Linked DNA regions of Mus musculus: region 2 is linked to region 1. The links are chromatin contacts, called in public HiChIP or PLAC-seq maps. All regions are on one chromosome and are shown on one strand. The core of a region is the stretch at or near the end of the contact, and the rest is flanking DNA. Distances in the headings are between cores, read along the strand shown. Region 1 overlaps Pmepa1 (prostate transmembrane protein, androgen induced 1). Region 2 has its middle 20 kb from the start of 1700021F07Rik.

What was found. HiChIP or PLAC-seq counts read pairs in DNA pulled down with a chosen protein or histone mark.
Region 2: an H3K4me3 HiChIP or PLAC-seq map of the 230-238 cell line shows a contact between it and region 1, with 11 read pairs. The contact joins two enhancer-like sites. A contact is called at or near these places in 2 of 15 datasets of contacts at CTCF or cohesin (CD8 T cells and the NIH/3T3 cell line), 44 of 484 Hi-C or Micro-C datasets (B cells, CD4 T cells, CD8 T cells and 36 more), 20 of 115 datasets of contacts at active chromatin or transcription factors (the 230-238 cell line, T-cell acute lymphoblastic leukemia, bone marrow-derived dendritic cells and 15 more) and 3 of 9 other capture datasets (adipose tissue, liver and pancreatic islet).

Annotation. Positions count from the first base shown.
Region 1 is chr2:173,241,343-173,245,069 of GRCm38.p6, forward strand. The region is part of intron 1 of Pmepa1 (prostate transmembrane protein, androgen induced 1); the gene reads right to left. Among named protein-coding and RNA genes, the nearest start is that of Zbp1, 24 kb to the left of the region's middle. Within about 2 kb of position 1,704, at least 33 of the 459 cell types and tissues checked have an H3K27ac peak or open chromatin away from gene starts, as enhancers often do. A contact at or near this core is called in the 230-238 cell line, where this site is marked.
Region 2 is chr2:173,540,416-173,544,142 of GRCm38.p6, forward strand. No RefSeq gene overlaps it. Among named protein-coding and RNA genes, the nearest start is that of 1700021F07Rik, 20 kb to the left of the region's middle. Within about 2 kb of position 1,601, at least 13 of the 459 cell types and tissues checked have an H3K27ac peak or open chromatin away from gene starts, as enhancers often do. A contact at or near this core is called in the 230-238 cell line, where this site is marked.

The DNA of each region.
Region 1 (3,727 bases), core at 454-2,953:
AGAGCGCGCTTCCATCCACGTGACTGAGGCTGTACCCCAAAGATTTCTAAAATAAGTCAGACGGACCCGATTCATTGAGCAGAGGTGGTGGGAGGGTCCAGGACGGGAGCCCTTCTGAGGCTGGCGGTGTGGATGGCCACTGCTGAGGAAGGCAGGGGCTGTTAAAACCAGGCAGCTCGTAACCTTTCAACCCTGCAAAGCTAACCTGCAGCGTGGCATGTGACAGAATTAACACTAGCATCCCCTGCTGATAGAATCCATGGGAATGAGGGGGGGCCACACTGCAGGGGGTATTTCTAGATGTCACCCAACAAACCCAGCAAACATTATTATAGAATCCCATGTACTAGTCAAAAGATGATCTCTGTCTGAGGCCCTCTTGGCCTCAGGGTGAGAGATGTCTGGGCTCCCACAGTCCCCTCTGTTGGGGGCTGCTCTGTATATTTACAGCATTCCTGGGATTTGTCTCATCACCTCCTTGGTGACATCTACATGTGGGCACAAGTCACTCCGGCTGAGAGCTGATGGCACACAGGTCTGCCAAGGGGAGGAGGCAGTCATGGTCGGACAGGGAAAAAGGGACACAGAACAGAGGCCCATTTTACAGAAAGAAAAAAAAAGGAATTAAGAATGTTGACTTCTGGCCTGGTGTGGTGGCGCACGCTTCTAATTCCAGCATTCGGGAGGCAGAGGCAGGCGGATTTCTGAGTTCGAGGACAGCCTGGTCTACAAAGTGAGTTCCAGGACAGCCAGGGCTCCACAGAGAAACCCTGTCTCGAAAAACAAAAACAACAACAACAACAAAAGAATGTTGACTTCTGAAAGGCCAAGACTGCACTTTTATCTTTTGTGTTACTCTGCTGTTTGCATTAGTGTGTGAATGTGTGTGCATGCAAGGTGTGTTTGTAGGTGTGTGTATGCATGCATGCATGCACACGCACACATGAGTGCAGGAAACCTTGGAATCTAGGTGCTGGGTCCCCCTGGAGCTGGAGTTGCAGGCAGTTAGGAGAGCCACCTGACACAGGAGCTGGGGATCAACCTTGGGTCCTCAGAAAGACTAACACAGTACTTTAACCACTAAACTGTTTTCAAGCCTCATGCTCTGCTTTTTTCCTGTGGGCGACTGAACTCAGACTCTCACGCTTGCCCACTGAACCATCCCTCAAGGCCCACTGTTTGCCCTTTTAAGAGAAGCATTCATAATTTGTTTTATCTTTTGAGACAGGGTCTCGATATATAGAACAGGCTGGCCTCAAACTTACAGAGATCCGCTTGCCTCCCCAGTGCTGGGATTCAAGGCCACCATGCCGACTACAGTCACCATTTTAATTTAAGGAATCTTAATGACATACTCAAAAGATCCCTTGTGTGAGTCTGTTTATGGATATGAGTTTCTAAGTGTTGGCCAACAATGTAGCTCATGATGCCCTCCCACCCCAGGAGGTGCCTGTGTTCCCTGGAAACCAGCATGTATTTTCCTCACTTACTGATCTTAAAGGGCCTGGCATCCCCCCCCCCCCCAACATGAGTCAGGGGCTTCAGCACCCAGGAGAAGGGAAGTGAACCCGAGCTCTGTTTCCAAGGTTTTGGAACAAAAGGCTCAGCTCTAAAGCTGGGGCACAATGCAATGGGCATTGAGCCCCTTCTCAACGGCTCTGTATTCAGTCCTAGGGGCCTCATTGACGCCTGCCGCGTGCTGAGGAGCCAAGGGTCAGCTGGGAGGAGTCTCAGTGCTCACCCGGGGGTGGCCCTGCCTTTCAGAAGACCTGGGACAGAGGCGGGTGGTGAGAAGGGGGTGGTGAGGGGCAGCCTGTATCCCAACTCCATATCGCTCCCAGTGGCCAAGAGTGTGGTGATACTGCACTGTGCGGACTCCTTCGCTGAGCCTCAGTTTCCGCTTGAGAAAAGCAGAGATTCCCGAGCACCTTCTCTGTAAGGCTGCAGAGCTGATAGAGTCAACAACCGTGGACAGTGCCATCTGGGGCTGAAGGACAGCTAGCCCCACCCTGACAGTTACAAATGCAGCTGCTCTTGCAGGGACCCAAGTTCCCTCTGAATTCCCACTTCAGGTGGCTCACAACTGCCTGTAATTCCAGCTTCAGGGGAACCTGACACCCTCTTTTGACCTCCTAGGATACACACAGACACACACACACACAGACACAAACACACACACAAATGCTCCTAGTGACAACCACTGGGAAGGCAGGCCTAACACACCTACTCAGTGTCTGCCCAAGCCCCCCCCCCCCCACCCAATTTATCACTTGTGGCCTCCTGATGGCTTTGCCCCAGTCCTGCAGCCTAGGCTACCTTCTCCCTGCTGACCTTCACTACAGCTACCTCCAGCTTTCGTTCTCCTGGCAACTTTAAACTCTTCCACGAAGGGCTTACTTCTGCGAACACCACCTGTTCCATCTGCCAGGACTTCTAAGAAAACGGTTAAGTCAGGAGTGACAGGCACTTGGCCTGTCAGGTGGCCTCTGGTAGCGGTGCCAGTCTGTCAGTATGCACTCTAGTCCAGCAGGCACCCTCGACTGGCGTGAGCCTGGCAAGCCAGAAACATGCTACCTAACTAACTGGACTTCTTCTCATCACCTCTCAAAGCCCAGCTTGAGAGCTGCCCGTGAGCACTATGGTACAAAACCAGACCACCGTAAAGAGACTCTCAGGGTCCCCTGGGCAATCTCTCCTCAGTGTTGGGAGCCATAGCAGTGCTCAAACGGCAGAGGAGAGCAGAAGTCTCTCCACACATGGCCAGTTAAGCAACAAGGAGCACTGGAGCACTACAGGTGCTCCCAGGCTATGTCTGGCTCCTACCTCCATGATGTGTGGCCCCGAGTAACTGCCTCAGCTTCAAGAGCTTGTTCCCCCAGTATAAACACTTTCTACCCTTGACCCCTTCTTAACAGGAAATTTTTATTAAACTTTATTTATTTAGTGGGTGTGGCACGGTGCACATGAGGTCAGAGGACAACTTGGGTTTTCTCCACCACACGGATCTCAGGGATTGAATCTGGTTTGTGTCAGGCTGGGCAGCAAATGCCTTTAACCTGCTGAGCCATCTCACTGAACCTGGCAATTTCCTTGGTACAAGAGAAGATATTAACCCTGGGCATATAGGTATATAAAACAGCACACAAATATTTATTGATAAGTCACAAAGAAATTTATTTAAAAGTAATTCTTTGGCATATGTATCATGTTGCTATTTATCAAGTATGAGAGCAATTTGCATACTAATGAGATAGGTGTGCCTATTTACTTCACATAAAGAATTAAATCCTGGCTGCATATGTGGTCCTGGAGGATGGCACATCCTTCTCAATGCTTTCTAGAGTTGGCTGATATTCTGATGTTGTAATAGGGAACACGAGAAGGCAAATTTGCCTGAATACTTAACTATAAAATGGCATTAAATGGTAGGCAGGGCATTTTTTAAATTATTGAAAATTCTCTTCTAATCCCAAACCAGAATTCATTTAGAGTGGGTTTTTTTTTCTCCCTTTTTAGAAAAGTTGGGGGTTGGAAAGTGGGAGCACTGCTGATCTTCCAGAGGACTTGGGTTCAGTTCCCAGCGTCTGTATCAGGTGACTCAAAATGTCTATAACTCCAGCTCTAGGGATGTGACACGCTCTTCTGCTCTCCACACACACAGTGCATGCACACAGAGCAATGTATACACACAGACGAAACACCCACACACATAAAATAAAGATAAATG
Region 2 (3,727 bases), core at 351-2,850, 300 kb after region 1:
TGACCAAAAGCAACTTGGGAGGAAAGGATTATTTGGCTCACAGGTTACAGTCCATCAGGGAAAGCAAGAGAAGAACCTGGGGCAGGGACCTGGGGCCAGACACTCAAAGCAGAGGCCACAGAGGGGTGCTTGCTCCTCGTGCCTTACACTGCCTGCTTTTTTATACATCCTAGGACCACCTACCCAGGGAAGACACCCCCACAGGGAACTGGGCCTTCTGCATCAGTCATTAATTAATCAATCAAGAAAATGCCCACAGGCTTGCCTCCAGGCAGATTATGGAGGCATTTTCTCAGTCGAGGTTCCTTCATCTCACATGGCCCTAGCTTGTGTCACATGGACAAAGCTAACCATCCCTGGGAAATTTCATTCATAGGAATATGGTTGTAAACATCCCAAATAAAGATATCCCCTTAAACAGCAGCACACTTGAAGAGGACTGACTTTTTGGTGTTCTGGAAAGAATTCCCAGTCGCCCCCAGGGTGTCCCTGAGTCCTTGGAGAAGCCACTGTCCCCACCACCCACCATCTTCCCCTCTGCGGCAGCTCTTCTGGGGACTTGGGGACCTGCCTACCCTTCCAGAACACCCTGCCATACCAGCTCTGGGGTGGGGGTGGGGGGTGGGGTCAGCTGCAAGCAGCACAGCTCTACCTCCCCTGGGGGGGGGGGGAGATGGGGGATGAGGAGAGAGAGAAGTGGGGGGAGATGAGGAGAAAGATGGACAGGGGTGGAGATGTTCAACCAAACCACAAGTGCTGGGCATAGGTAAGGGGGGAAGAGGAGGGAAGGAGCCAAGGGAAAGGAGGAGCCAAAGGGGGCAGGATGCAAGGACCCATGGGTATGAAGAGGCAAGAGGGAAGGAGAGGGAAGGGTTTCCAGCCCAGAGAATGAGTATGGGAAAACCTGAGCACAGGGAAATGGACCCCAGGGCCAGACTCTGTGGGTAAGCTGTCATGGTGGGCATAGGTCCTCTCTGTTCCTCCTGTAGAGAACCACACCCAGCAAAGACTATGGCATCAAGACCTTCCTCCTTCCATCAACGGCGTCTGCCAAAGGGATCCTGACCTCTCTGCCCACTGGCATCTCTGTTGTATCTAGCATTCATCCAAAACTACCCCAGTTGGTGTTTAATTCCATCCCTGGACAATGGTGGTGGTCACTAACCGGGGGCTGGCCTGGGTTTGTGTATCCCTTCCACTTACTCAGATGAGGCTGGGTTCGAGGGAGCCAGGCTGGGCTGGGGCACTGGGACCAGGTACTAGGGTCTCATAGAGTTACTTCAGTCACTGCAGTGGGCCAGTGCTCCTGGAGACTCAGTCTCCCTCAAAGGGCATCTGAGAGACATATGAAGGTCCCTGTCCTGTCCTTGACCTCCAGCCCTAAAGGTTGCAGCCCCTGCTGGTAGCTCTGGGCTTTAGTTTCTTTAAAGACGAGGTTCTGTGGCTCTCTGCAGAAGGCACTATGAGTAACTGCTGAGATGGCTGACAGGGCAGGGCTCTTATCAGGTGACAGCTTGTGATCCTTGGAGACCACAGAGCCATCCCAGCAACCCTCCTGCAGGAAGGCACACAGCCTGATCTCACCATAGGCCTCTGATGTCCTGCCGCTGCCACCGCCGCCCTCTACACACTCCCCCAAGGGCCCAGAGGGCCCTTTCCTCAGCACAGCTGGGGAGACAGGACTTGCACCTGGCTCCTCCCCAGAGTCTCAGGATTTCCACAAGGCCAAGCTTCCAGGAATCTGGATGTGCACCCTGGCCAGTCACTATCAAAGACAGACAGACAGAGCCAGCATTGACTGCACACTTGCTGTGCACCATGCACACTTGCTGTGTACCATGCACACTTGCAGTGTACCATGAGCACTTGCTGTGTACCATGCACACTTGCTGTATACCATGAGCACTTTCTGTGTACCATGCACACTTGCAGTGTACCATGCACACTTGCAGTGTACCATGCACACTTGCTGTGTACCATGTACACTTGCTGTACACCATGCACACTTGCTGTACACCATGCACACTTGCTGTGTACCATGCACACTTTCTGTGTACCATGAGCACTTGCTGTGTACCATGCACACTTGCTGTAAACCATGCACACTTGCTGTGTACCATGCACACTTGCAGTATACCATGCACACTTGCTGTGCACCATGCACACTTGCTGTGCACCATGCACACTTGCTGTGCACCATGCATACTTGCTGTGTACCATGAACACTTGCTGTGCACCATGCACACTTGCTGTAAACCATGCACACCTGCTGTGTACCAGCTATTGCTCAAGAAATTCTGGGTTTATTCCACATTTCAAATGGCAGGGAGGGACTCTGGAGTCTGAGTTTAAGCATCAGGACATCAGGGCACATCGAGGCACAGGAGACCACAGTGAAGCTCCAGCAGGCTGAGCCTGTGGCAAACCCATGTGTGACAAATTTCTGCGGGGTTCGATCTATACAGATGGCCTTGGGGGCAGAAGCCAAAGAGTGCCTTTGAAGCAGCAGGGCCTTGGCAACCAGGGCTCAGCCCCTCAGGGCTTTGCCAAGGAGCAAAGGGTTCTGCTGCTCTGGAGAGGAAGCAAGGCCAGGCATCAGAGCCACCAAATCCTCGGACCCTACCCCAACCTGGTGCCAGTTCTCTTACTGTCTCAGTCATAGTTTTCCCAAAAATACTTCTTGGAAGAAAATAGTTGAAACTTTGTTTTCTACTCTGACCATTCCACAAAACCCTGATGAAGGAGTCTAGCGAGAAAGAAAGACAGTGTGCACACACACAGGTGCACACATATGTACTCATTCACACATGCGTATGCACAGGCACACTGGTACATACACACACACATACATACAGGCACACATTCATACACTAATAGGTCACTGGATACCACAGGCACACATGCACACACTCACTCACACACACATACACACTCACACACATGCCCACACACTCATACACACTCACACACATACATACTCACACACTCACACACACATACACACACACATACACACACACACACATACACACACTCACACAGGCCACTGGTTATCATCTCCACAAGTGAGTAGACATGCGAGCGTTTTCTGAGGACACACTTCCTCAGGGGGTGTCAGATCTCAGCTTGGATCCTGCTGCATCCACTTTCCACAGTCAGGGACAGCAGGGGCCTGACATTTTTCACAGAGGTAGCAACTCCATCTGATGTCTCTGAACTGCACCTCGACAAATAGCAGTCACTTCTGAATCTACTTCTCCGAAAGGTCACCAGCCAGACACCCACAGAAAAGCCAGCCGTCACTGTCACTGTCCCCGTTCCCCCTCTCCATGTCCTCCACATTGTGTCCCTCCTCCCTCAGTCTGCCTTGTAGAACTGCACAAAGGGAGAAAGGTACCAGAGAGGAAGCCCACCTGCCGGGCTTGTTACCTGCCTGGCTGCCAGCATTCCCTATTCTTCTGTTCACCAATAAGAGGCAGTCCCATCACGCACGCAGGGCCTGGCTCACATACACAGACTTGCTTCAAAGCTGTGAGGCCCATGTCTGCCCTGAACCTGAAGCCAAAACTCAACAACCACATGCTGTCCCCATGTCCTGCAGAGGGAGGCTCTTGAAGAAAGCACAGAAAACTCGGCCTCTCCCAAGTTCCCCCACGCACCCTCAGCCTGCAAGGGAGATCTCAGAACCACACTCACAAGCTCACCACCTTGGCCTGCTAAGCGCTGG